Regions from separate parts of the Mus musculus genome. Here region 2 is linked to region 1. A link is a contact called in public Hi-C data. All regions are on one chromosome and are shown on one strand. The core of a region is the stretch at or near the end of the contact, and the rest is flanking DNA. Distances in the headings are between cores, read along the strand shown. Region 1 overlaps Tm6sf1 (transmembrane 6 superfamily member 1). Region 2 holds the start of Hdgfl3 (HDGF like 3).

Region 1 (6,381 bases), core at 2,422-4,921:
GTGGACCTGTGGAGGCTAGAACAGGAGCCTTCTCACCTGGACCTGGAGTTCCAGATGGCAGTGAGTCACCATGTGGGTGCTGGGAATTGAATTCCAGTCCTCTTAAGAAAAGCCAGTTCTTTTAAACACTGAGCCATCTCTCCAGAACCTGGAATAATTCTTTCTACTCCCCTTCCCCTCACCCGCTACGTATAAGCCCATCTCTAGGTCAGGTCAAATCTGTTGTTTCCAGTGTGAGCCTGTTGCCACTATGCTAGTCCGAGCGTCTAACCTCCTGTTTTGTTTTACTTGCCTGTGTGAGGGTAGGCTACATGCTCTGTGGTAGTAATGAAGTAAACACGTGTTTTACTGGGGCCAGTGGAGTCAGCTCATGCAAAGATCACAGGAAAGTTTTCATGGGCCAGATTTTGCAGTTTAGCTGCAGGGAAGGCTGGCAAATGTGATCTTAGTTCTCTGAAGCAATGGTGTAACTAATGGACGGAACATCTGTGTTCTTATTTAAATGACTACCCCTTCAAAGATGAGGCACAGCATCACCAAATGACATGTAGGGCTAAATTCTTCTGTCCAGCTCTAAACCTCATATCCACAGCATCATCTCCTCCTGCCCCTGCAAGCAATCAGCTGAGGCAGTGCCCAACAGCACAAAGTAAGCCAGCCCTGTGTGTGGCATCGGGGAGCAGAACCACTGTAGGGCAAGCATAGTGGTGGGAGGCAGTGCTGCCTGCAGCCAGTTTTTGAGGGCTGAATGGGACGTCACTAAGTTGAACTGCTTCAGGAAACAATAGATGGATAGCATTTAGGTATGGAAGCAGGTGGTCAGGGCAGACTTAGCAGTAGCTTTTGTCTCCTTGGCTTGGTTCCCCTTTTCACTTGTACCCTCTAGGGCAAAGGAGGCACACTTACCTCACTCTCTCCAGCCAGTCCAACAGCTAACTGTGCTTTGATTCAGGTGGACATCCTCTACATGACACTGCCACCACCCCAAGATAGGATTCTGAGTGTCCTCAGCTAAGGTGGCAAAGGACAGGTATGCAGCCTGGTCAGTCTCAGGGGATAACTCGAGAACTAGACAGAAGAACCGAAACGCATGTCCAGTTATGTGGAAGAATCACATGGCCAAGACAGGAGGTTTAGGAAGGCCTAACCTAGAGGCAAATAGGTTTAGAGCCTACAGCAAGACTAACCGTTCTGTGGATGAGGCTTAGTCTGCAAGTGGGTCGCTGTGACTCCAAACAGGTGGCCCTGGGAAGGGCAGCCTGGGCTGCGGGCCTGGCAGAGGTAGGGCAGCCTGGGCTGCGGGCCTGGCAGAGGTAGGGTAGCCTGGGCTGCGGGCCTGGCAGAGGTAGCTCAGCCAGACTGAAAGCTTTTCAGCAGATCCTTGGCTTATCTATCATCGTCCAGTTTGACAAGATAGACTGAAGTCTCTCTTGCTGTTGAGTACAGATCCAGGTCACGAGGGTCAGGTCCTGTAATGTCCGTTTTCTCCCAACAGATCAACCCACGTGGCATGGTGCAGAGATTGTATGTTCAACATCCTCCTAGTTTGGGCTTTAATATCTACTTATTGTGTTCAGCTTCTGTAAAAGTTAGAAATGATGCTACAACAAAGCAATGCACATACTGAAGCGCACTTAGGAAATGCCCGCCTGTTATGAGGGTATTCTCGTGGCAGAAAGGATCTCTGTCACCTTGACCAGCATCCCCTAGCTTCTAAAACTGTTGCCTAATTCAGACACTTCAGCCTCCTGTGCTGGAATCAGAAACACAAACCACCATGTTAACTCCTAAGGCACTACAGTGGAGTAAGAAAAATTCCTAATGTTTGCTTATTTAGGTCACTGGAAGACACACTGGGTGATTGGTTATTGGGTCTTTGATTTCAGACTGGGTTAGGAACCTCTCAAATCTGTCCTCTTCAGAAAATATAAGCTTAGTCAACACTTTAAAATAAAAACCCGGCCAAGTTCCACTGGGGGACTTTATCTCTCTTCATACACAGCTTGCTGCTATAGGACTAAAGTTGTAAGACTAAGGAGAGACACTTACTAGTGCTTCCTCTCGCCTGGCGCAGTCAGCTCTTAGCGATGTGCAGAACCAACCAACTTAAGAGATGTATGTTGAGGCCTGTGACTGTAATCAGTACTGAACAAAACTTTCTAGACTTTTCTTATTTCCAAAAAGACAGTACAACTGCGTATACTGCATGTACACTGTTTGGCTCTGTGAGTCATTTAATGTAACACGTGCACAAAGATGTACAGAACACACAAACATGTTTTATATAAGGGACTTGAGGCTCCAAAGATTTTGACATATATGGGATTTCCCAAGGTGCTGGAACCAGTCCTCCTTGGATCCCAAAGGCTGACTGACTGCACACTGTTAGAATCTAAGTTAATATAATGAACAGCAGGAGCTGATCAAGTTCCTCGTCGTTTCTAGGTAATTCAGTAAATCCAGTTAAAGCGACGTCTGTTACTTTCTCTTCTGTCAAGCTGCTGAGGCTTAAATAGGGTTCTAAGTCCAGAGCCAACGACAGTGCCTGACATGTCAAAGCCATGCGACTCCTATTTATAATTACTATTAATACAGATTCCCAGAAAGGACTGAGAGAAAAATGCTTTCTCACTGAGATTAATTTTTCTACAATTTAAGCAAAGTGTATCCCTCATATAATGACCTAAAAAAACCCTAGACAAAAGCTTAGGGGTAGGTTCCTGGTGGGCATTCAGTAAGCCCATGCTGACTGGGGCCAGCTGAGTCTGGTGACATCCCTTCCCATGCACTGTCCACCCCCACCCTACCCCACCCGCTCTGCTGGGATCCACAGGTACATCTGTGGACAGTCTAGCTGAAAAGAGTTGATCTTCCTTGAGTTAAGCTTTGTAACATTTTTTCCTTCAGGAAAACCTTTTAGGAAGCCCGCAGGTTACCAATCTCCCATCTGCTCAGGTGCTTCGTTACCAAGCACCTTTAGTGGTGACATTTTGACGTTGGGTTTTACTTTCTTACATGCTTCTCCTTTGATAGAGGAGTTAAAAGGTCAGACAGGTATCTAACTGAGCTTTGTGAGCCTAGCCCTCCCCTGCTGGGGCAGACCTTTCACCTGGCTTGTGGTGGAGCTATGACCCAATCGAGCCATAACTGCCAACCCCACGCTGTGGGGCATCTGCTTGCAGTGAATGAAGTCCAACAGTGGGCTACAGAGTTTGCCCTCTTAACATCCACCTGGACATGTAAGGCTCACTTCATTTTGGAGCCAGGATTGTGACTGGGGGGGGGGGTCGTCATCCTTTCCTAATTTTCTCTATAAACACAGGAAAGGGAGCTATTACAATTTAGCTTTTGCTTACTTTCATTACTATGTTCTAAACATCCAATTGGACCAAAACAAAAACAAACAACCCAAAAGCCAAAAACAAGTATCTCTTATTTCTACTAGGTAGAGAAGTTAGAATTGAGTCAAAGGCAAATGACTAGATGTGTCAGCCACATCACTGAGTTTTATAGTTATCATAATTGAGATGTGGAATTTAGCAGCACACAGTACCTTCCTCCCTCAACTCCAGCAGGGTTCCCAGCAGAGTTCTAGGCCCTGCAGGGAAGCAGGTGTGGTGGGTACTGCGGTCCAGTAAGCGTGGGAAAGGAACCCTGAGCAGCTGACATCAGAGGAAGCTGCAGGTGTGGGCCCACTCAGCTGCCACAAACACACCCGTGCAGTGCCAGGAGCGGCACACAACTGGTCTCACTTTTCTTTTCTCATGGGCACACACCTTTTGGTAAAGAATGTTATGATCTTCACCCCTTATTAATAATTCTGAGTGTAATGTCCTACTACTACTACTACTGGTATAGGAAAAATGCTTTCAAGATTCTTTTTGTATTCTGACAGTCACAAGAGCATTGTTGTTGAATGTTTATTGAACTCTAACAACGTGATAGGTGCCACACAAAACATTAGACACAGTATCTGCCCAGTGGGCGTACAATCTAATCTAAGGACGCATCATTTTTTTGAATGTTGTCATGACCTTCCTGTTCACGAGAATGAGGTATTAACTGCACTGTTCAGTGCAGAGAAGGGCCCACACAATCACTGACCTTTCATACAGGTTTACCTATATAGGTACACCCAGCTGCTCATGTTACTTATTCTTGGGAATTGTGGGTAGTATTTTTCTGTCATTTTATGATGAGCACAATAATCTCTAAGGATAGAATCACTAAACCCACAAGTCTGACAAAACCAGGGTTCAAAACTGGCCTCTAGTCCAGAAGAAAATTGTTGTATGTTCAAAAAAACAGCTAAAGCAGGGCCCAGAGAACAAGTGTCAGGAGTCAAGGCTTCTGCCAGAGTCCCCAGACTGTTCACAGCAGTGTCTCTTCTGGGCAGCTTCCAAAGTGCCCTTTATTCTCAAGGACTCTGTCTGTGTAGCCTTGAGATGCACTCATTTGCTGGGCCTTTGGCTTTGTGCCCTAGGGAGTGTGTCTGCGGGCAGAACCTTCTCAGTGCCCGAGGAGAATCACAGTGTGGGTAAGCCACTTGTTGGTCCTTGTCAACACACATCAGGAATTTAATTTTTATTTCCAGAGTAGTAAAAGTATCCGGAATATATCAGTAATTTATAAATTGTAGCCCATTAAAATATCTGCCATTTATACAAATTCCTAAACATGCTCTTTTCTTTGCCAAGGTCACATCAAATGCCAAGTAGCACTTTTATCTGTTAGCACTTAGCACTCTCAATTGATCATATGGAAGGACATATAAGGTAACAATACATTAAGAACACACTCTCTAGTGATTCACTGTTACTTCTGTCTCTTTAGATTGCAGGATCCTTTATCGTCTCACTTTGATCATAGTATACTGATAATCTGCCATTTAACTACATTTAAATCTTTAGTCTTTATTTCTGTGTATCTTGAATTTCAGGCAAACATAAAAGTGCAGACTTGGGGTTTGCATTTTATAATAACAAGTTTTCTGAGAAAAATACTCTGTCGGTTTTCAATTCTGCTATGGCCTGTATTACTTTTCTAATAGTTTTTCTCTGTGCTTATGAAAAGTACAAAAAACAAATGAGCCAAGCAAAATTCAACTGGCACATTCTGAATAGTTTATAAACTATCCCATGTAAACAGAGGGAGCCCTTGCTGTTCTGTTCTGAAACTTCAAACATGCTGACCAGTCACAATTCTAAGTAGATTTCAGTCTGATTTGGAAAGGCTGCCTGTGTATATATTTGCCATTTTATAATCATATTGCTATCCACAGCCAAGCTATTAACAAGCTTACCTTACAAACAATCATAGTGCTATTAAGTTACATAAAACCAAACACACGGATGAATAAGCAGTACATGTGATGGTCTCTGAGCTCTGGCATCCAGTGGTTGGTCTGAGACCCTTAGTGCTTCTCTCTAAAGTAGCTCCTCATACTAATTACAGCTTAAATGTTAAAACCCAACTTCATTTGTAATTCAAACCCAATTTGTGAGACCTTGCTGAGTGTCTATATAGTTAGTGTTCCTAAGATTCAAATTAGAAAGAGGGGGAGATTTTGTTGTTGTTGTTGTTGAATTGAGCCAGTATTGTTTGTTATTTGGCACAGGATAGGTTAAAAATACACAACTGGAATAATAAAATCACACTTTAAGAAGGATACATTATTTGAATACTTATATCAAGAACAACCTTAAATTTAGTGAAAGATTATATATTAAGACTGGATTACCTAAAGGTATTTTGCCTTTAAGACAGGTTTTGAGGGCACATGGTCTGAATGAGACACTCAGAATTCATCATTAATCCAAGTGAACAGAGCTCATCCTTACTGTTTTTTTGTTTTGTTTTAATATAAACAGGCTCAGTTTTCTCACATTGGTGCGTCCCTTCATGCTAGAACTGCTTATGTCTACAGAGTCCCCGAAGAAGCGAAAATCTTTTTTCTAGCACTAAACATAGCATATGGAGTTCTTCCTCAGCTCTTGGCCTACCGTTGTACCTACAATCCCGAGTTCTTCCTAAGAACTAAGGCAGATGAGAAGTTGGAATAAACAAACATACCTCACAGTTCTCTCTGACCTGTTAATGGGACTGGCGCTCTCCTTTATCCCCTCCATACAGGAATACTCACAAGAACACACTTGTTCTGCAGCATACATGTGAGTGAAACTAAGGGTAGTATCTGGGTATATTCTCAGTTTTGAAAGAAAATTAAAGTTGAGAAACAGCTTTTTTAAGGAAATATATCACCATTTGTCTATGAATGTGACCATTGATTTTAGCATTGTTTGCACATAGTATGTGTGAAAATTACAACTCTAGTGCCTACAAAAAGCATAAAAATGAAACTATTCAGAAGTAACTAACCAT
Region 2 (6,381 bases), core at 2,848-5,347, 53 kb after region 1:
TCCTTGTCTAATGCACATTTTTTTTTAGTATTAAACTAGCAAATCCTTATTCACAAATGAACTAGTTTTTAAAGTCATATACAACAGTTGAGGAAATAGTTGCTATTTAATATTAAAATAACACACACAAATGGTGGAGGAAAAGGGAGGAGGACTGCTGGGAAGAGACACAAGAGAAATTTCATAGTTACTGCAACTAATTTACATCTTGGTAGGTATTTTTATTGTGTCATGTATAATCTAGCATTATATATATTGGTCAAATTTAGTGAATGCACATTTAAGTTTCCCTCTTAGTAAATTTTGCCTCATAAGGAAAAAAGGATTCATTAAACATGTTGACCTCTTAGTTAATGACAAGCATATTTAACTGTCTAAGAGTAAATTATAATAATGTCTACAACTTAGGTTGAAATATATCAAATTAAAGTAGACTGCTATATGGATAAAAGAATTGATTGATATATGATATGATAAACTACAGTATAATTGATACAAATCTAGGTGAAAGATACATGGATGTTCACTGTATAATTGAACTTCTCTTACCATTTTTCATGGTAAAATATTGAGAAAATTAACACATCTATGAAAGAGCTGAAAACTGCCAGATATGAATGTAAATGGTATAATGGTACTGTAAGTTATGAATTTACAAAGGAAAAATAGGGACATTGCTCAAACACACTGCTTTGGGAGACAGTAGCTCCTTATCACCTCCGTAGGCTTCAAGATTCACAGTCAATATCTAAATGAGGCAGTACAAAATCCTGTAAAATTGTTTTTTTTTCTTGAAATGCATATAACTATGAAAAAGTTCAACTTACAAATTATGTAAAGGGAAACAATAAAGTACAATAATTTAAGCAATTTACTGTAATAAAAGTCATTTGAATGTTGTCTTTGCCTATCTCTCAAAATATTGTATGGCACCACACTGGGTTTTTGGACTGCAGGAAATGAAAGCACAGGTAAAGCAGACTAATAAGCTCTCAAAAGTGAGAATTATTACTAAATTCAAATGCAGAAGAGATTACAGAAGTAGAGCCAGAGCACTAAGCATCAAGGCCTGATCCTGCCAGGAGAGGAATCCAGCTTTCCCTATGCATCCTCTTGACCCACATTCCTCACAAGGTGCTTCCCTGAACCAACCATCTTCCTCAGAAGCAAGGAAGCTATTCTCCCATTCTTGTATGCATCAGCTCTGGCCCTGCAGCAGCTCCTTCCTGCTGTATGAAACAGAGCACACCTTCCCACCTGAGGCTTGACTCTTTGGGGCCTCATACACTGCTAGCTTTTATATAAGGTGAACGTATCGGAAATGCAAACAAGATTCGTTTTCCAGTTAGTATTTTTAAATATCAACCTTCAAAGTTAGAAGCAGGTATAAAAGGAGAGATAATGCTGCATAAAACTGAGGTGAAAATGAGAACATATGTAATCAACATATGTAATCAAGAGTAGGGCCTCAAAATACTCTTTTTCTCCTAACCTTTACCTTTCCTTGGAAAATGCAAAATGTTGCTATAGCTTTTTGTGAGCCTTAGAACTTTCCTTAAGAAGGCAAATGTGGGTGGGGGAGGTTTTTTGGGATTTAGCTCAGTGGTAGAGCACTTGCCTAGCAAGCGCAAGACCCTGGGTTTGGTCCTCAGCTCCCAGGGGTGGATGGGGAGAAAAAAAAGGAAGAAAAAAAAAAAAAGAAGGTAAATGTGAACACATGTTCTTCCATGCGTCCTTTTAAATCTGAAAATCTAATGGTTTTGCTTTCTCATTTTATATTGGTTTGGAATTATACCTTCTAGGAATTTTTTTTTTTTTGTACAACTAGAAATACTTTCGTAGTAGTTTTGTTTCACTAATTACCACAGGTGGTCAACCTGTGACAGCAACGTGTTAATGAGGCTGTAAGTATTTTCTTTTTGATCCTCGGAAGATACTTTTCCATGGCCAGACTATGGCACAGACTGTGAGTATATACATACAACCTCACAGAGTTGTTTATTGGCTTGACAATACACACAGGGACTCCCTAGAAGACCCCTAAAATCGTCAACCTTGCCCTTCGAGTATTATTCACTATTTTGTAAGATTAAAGCAAACAAATAACAAAACAATGACAACCAGTACTTCGACGTTGAAACTCTGCCTTATTCCAGGTCTTAGAGTTTATACATGAAGAATTTATCACATCCGAGTGGAATCTGAGTAAGACTGTTTTTTTCCTCTTGATGCCTGAGGTTGTTAGTGTTGGAAGGAATCCTGGAGATGGTTATTCTAAAGTTACAGAAATGGAAGTGCAGGCAGTTAAAATGATTAGTTCCTAACAGTGCCTGACCCACTCTCCAGATCCCCTAAGTTCCTGGCCCAGTGTCCTTTCCATTTTAAAATCATGCCAAAACAAACGAGTTCAAAATGATTATGTCTATCCATTACCTCAACTACACTGATCTTCAGCCTGCCCCTCTTGATGTCACTTCCTTGTGTGAATGGGTGTACTTTCCCCTTGGTCTTGTTACCTTCACTTTATCACCACACAACACGAGTTCACGCTCCCAAGCTCCCAATTTCTGTCAGCTTCTCCCTTGACTATTTTTGTTCCTCAAGAATACCCAGCATTGTCTCCAAACTGCTTTAACTATCTTTTAACTGTATTCTTTTCAGTCAGTCAACCGCCAGCTATTAAATTTAAACAAATTGAAGGTGAAAGTGATTGTTTTTTTTTTTCAACATAAGGTGCGCACAGACGCGGTAGTGCTTCTTCCTCAGTAAGGATCGGAATAAAAATACTGAATGCTGTGTATTAAATGCAGATGCTTTCTAGAGAAAACCTAGCGACAGTCTTGCTGTTTAGGAAGAAGAGAGCTGTCGTGGGTTTGGTTCGAGGCCAAGAATAAGGTTCGGGAACCGACCTAAAACAAATATGGAGGTGAAAAGGCACAAGGAAGCTCCTTGAATTCACCAGCCAGTGACAGGCTATTTGGTGTCAGTTTCTAAGAACCAGGGCACCAGGGAGGCAATGGACAATGAGAGGGCAGGTGAGGCACAGGGGATCGCGCCCAGGAAACACTCAACAAGTCTGGAAGATGAAGGATGCTCTGAGATCGAAGATTGCTACCATGAGACTGCCGCTGGCCTCTGCACGACCATCCCCTTTCCCAGGACTGACCGTCACCGGCTCTCGCCGGCTGGGGGACAGCCTTTCGCTCTCCTACCTGCCTCGACGTTCGCCCGGATCAGGGCGTCTACTCAGGACCATGCTGGGAGCCAGCCGGCGCCTCCACCCCGGACCCGCTTCCCGGTCCCCGCCGGCTTCCATGAGGAAGGCGACGTCGGGCCTGTCCGGTCGAACCCGCCTTCGAACGTGGGCGTCAGGATGGCCGCCGAGCCGGCGAGGGCGCAGCCCGGAACCTTCGCCTCGGCCCGGAGCCCGGTGCGCAGCACAGCTCGCGGTTCAGCCCAGGCGGCGGCCAGGCGCGAGGCGGGCTCGAGCCGAGGTGATGGGGAAAGGGGGCGGGCGCGCCATCATGAAGGGAAAATGGTGGGCGGGCGGGCCCGCGCGCGCGGCCGCCGTACTCACCCGGGCGGGCCAGTGCGGGTAGCCCTTCATCTTGGCGAAGACCAGGTCTCCCGCTTTGTACTCGCGGGGCCGCGGACGCGCCATCCCGGTCGTTCTCCTGCTCGCCGGTCCTTGGCCGCCGCGAAGATGCTGGGAGGCCGCCCCTCCGCGGGACGACGGAACCGCGCCGCGCTCCCCGCGGGGCCTCGAGCCGAACGCTCGAGCGGCCGCTCCGACGAGGGAGAGCGGCGAGGCAGTGGCCGAGGCGAGCGGTGGGCGGGGGGCACCGCAGGCCCCGCAGATCCCCGCCCGGCTGCGGGGGATGGGAGCCCGCGTCCGGCCGCGCCGAGTCCCGACGCCGCCGCTACCGCCGCGCGCTGCTCACAGGAGCCGCGTCGCCAGCCTCATGCAGCCGCCGCCTCCCCGCCGAGCTTCTGGGTTCCGTGCGAGCTCCGGGCCTCGCGCCTCCTCCGAATTCCTCCTCGGGCAGCGACCGCAAACACGATCTTATTATTGTTCTCGCGCGCGCTCAGCATTCCCCCCCTCCACCCCTCGCCCGCCCCGCTTCCCTCCCCTCGCGCGCCGGCCGGTTAATTCCTAGGTGCACGGCCGGCTTTCTCGGAGAAACCGCGCGCGCCGCCTGGCTTGCTCCGCGGGCTGCTGGTGGGCGCGTCCTCCCGCAGCAGCGAAGCCGGTGCCCCGCGGGTGGGAGCGCCTACTCCAAAGACGCCCGCCGCCTGCTCTCTTTTGTTCTTGGCCGGGAGCTGCCTGGTGAAGCCCAGCCAATCACCACCCGGCCGCCCCTCTTTCCCCTCCTGCTCGCGCCCACCCCCTGCGGACTGCACCCCCTTTCTGACTGCCCCCTACCCGTGGGCCACTTCCTCGGGTGCTCTCTGGTGAGTTGGGGGAGAGGGGGGACAAAGGCTTCCCAGGCATGGGGGATAGCTGCGCAGGGGACTCGCTGCCTGGTCAGTAGGTACCTGGAAAGAACAAGGGCAAGGTTCTTGCCCCAGGTCTGCCTTAATGATGCAGTGTGACCCACCTAGGGCAAGCGACTTCACTGGAGTCAAGGCCAGTCCTCACCGACAGGATGGCACAGTCGGGCTTTGAACATGGATCTATATGGTTCAGTGCCCATAGCCTAAGTTATGCTTCTCTGTGTGGGGCCTTCATGGGCCAATAATTTTGGGGCAAAGGACTTACCCTGACAAGTCAAATCAGTTGTTTTCAATTCTGGTAACATACTGGAGAGCAGCTTCTAGAGATTTCTTTATACAGGTTAGTAAGTCTACGACAAACGTGTGCATTCACCATTGTTTTATTTGGATTTCAGCTGACTGCTTTCAAAAAGACATTTTGGGAGTGAGAATCTTTATAGCATTCTCCTTTGTGAGAGGTAAATAAAATAATTCACTCTTTTCTGCATCTGCTCGATGAATGGATGAATGCGCCCTGTGGAAGATCCCTGTGATCTTGCCTTCTTTAAAAGGTCCTCTGGTGCTGCACCTAGTTGGGAAGACAGCTCTCCTTTGTGAATTGCCCTCTTTGCCATTTCTCCCCTCTGTAGAAAGTGGGTTTTCCAAGCATCTGCCCCACTCACTTGTGCTTGAGAGCTGTGCTTACCGCAGCCTCTCCGTGATGGGTTTCCAGTGGCCGGCTGTAGAGTCTGGAGACATTCCGAGGAGCGTTTACTTTGTTCACAGTACTTGGCTGTTTCTTTTTTTGCATCTCTTAATTCTCCAGCACCCACCCCTCACCTTCCCTATAGGCTCACCTTGTCCTCTCTTGCGCTGCAAAATTAGTCTAGGTTTTTTCCCCCGGCTGTGATAGCCCGAGAACGAGCTTGTCACGTCTACAAGTCATATCACACACATCCTAGGTGCCATGTCAAAGCCGCATCTCTTGACAGGCCACCAGAGCCCTAACTGTCCAAAGCTGGAATGGCCGAGGCTGCCTGTGGGCTCTGGGCGGTCATGAGTAGGGGAGAGAATCAGTGTGGAAGCCATGCAAGGAAGTTAAGCTGGAAGTGATCATAATTGTGTTAAAGAGTACTCAGGTGGCCAGAAGAGAGGTTGATCTGAGGGTGCGGGGCTGGAGCGGGGTTTTCACTAAGAGAGAGAAGACGTGGTCTCAGCCATCTTGCTAACTCACAAGTGGCAAGTAGTAGGAAGAATGGTGACTAAAATATGGTTCCTTTGTTTCCAGATTAAGTAACGGGATCTTTAGCATCTGGAAAGGCCAGGCAGTCTGTGAAGAACAGGCAGGTTTGCAAGATAGGGCCTGGCCCTGAGTGAGTTTTTGATGTGTTGAGATTTCTGTAGGTCATATTTAGTGGGCTGTTGGTTAATGTAGAAATTTGAATGATGTCAGTATACGAGTGGCTATTGAAGCTCTGGCAGAGCCCGAGGTCTGTAGAATGAGAGAAGCGACAGACAGGTCACCAGAAGACACTTGGAGACAGGTCACCAGTGTAGTTCAACATAGAGGAGAACCGTCCTGGGAGCCAGAGAGTTAGAGCATCTCTAGATGAAAGGAAAGGTCTCAGTAGATGGCACAGAGAATGAGTGAGCTGTTAAGGAGACGGCCCATTCATTATGCTGACTGGGAAGTCCCTGGTGAGCTTGTTGGGAATGAAGAGTTGTGGAAAGAAACCAGAGCGGAGACTTGAGGTGCGTCAGAGGCACAACTGTGGAAGCAGGAAGTGCAGACGGCTCTCATTCTCACCAGCGGAGAGAAGTCCTCGAGGAGGCAGGGAGAGGGCTAAGGTTTAGTGTGGCTTCGTTATTTGTAGAAAGGGGAAAGAGCTAGCCAGACTGTCAGAGGGA

Evidence for each region. A called contact is a pair of places that touch in the nucleus more often than the background predicts.
Region 2: a contact with region 1 is called in a Hi-C map of Sertoli cells, with 2.2 times the contacts expected there. The contact joins the promoter of Hdgfl3 here to the enhancer-like site in region 1. A contact is called at or near these places in 7 of 39 promoter capture datasets (the 3T3-L1 cell line, 3T3-L1-derived adipocytes, the SN4741 cell line and 3 more), 1 of 15 datasets of contacts at CTCF or cohesin (CD8 T cells), 28 of 484 Hi-C or Micro-C datasets (B cells, CD8 T cells, the STO cell line and 19 more), 10 of 115 datasets of contacts at active chromatin or transcription factors (CD8 T cells, the SCID.adh cell line, bone marrow-derived dendritic cells and 5 more) and 2 of 9 other capture datasets (adipose tissue and pancreatic islet).

What each region holds. Positions count from the first base shown.
Region 1 is chr7:81,877,345-81,883,725 of GRCm38.p6, forward strand. It overlaps Tm6sf1 (transmembrane 6 superfamily member 1), which reads left to right. Exons shown (of 10, transcript NM_145375.4): 10 at 5,871-6,381. The coding sequence ends at 6,062. It overlaps Hdgfl3 (HDGF like 3), which reads right to left. Exons shown (of 6, transcript NM_013886.4): 6 at 3,912-6,381. Among named protein-coding and RNA genes, the nearest start is that of Tm6sf1, 22 kb to the left of the region's middle. Within about 2 kb of position 3,672, at least 27 of the 459 cell types and tissues checked have an H3K27ac peak or open chromatin away from gene starts, as enhancers often do. A contact at or near this core is called in B cells, CD8 T cells, the SCID.adh cell line and 3 more, where this site is marked.
Region 2 is chr7:81,930,362-81,936,742 of GRCm38.p6, forward strand. Hdgfl3 (HDGF like 3) reads right to left here and starts at 4,098. Exons shown (of 6, transcript NM_013886.4): 1 at 3,578-4,098. The coding sequence starts at 3,661.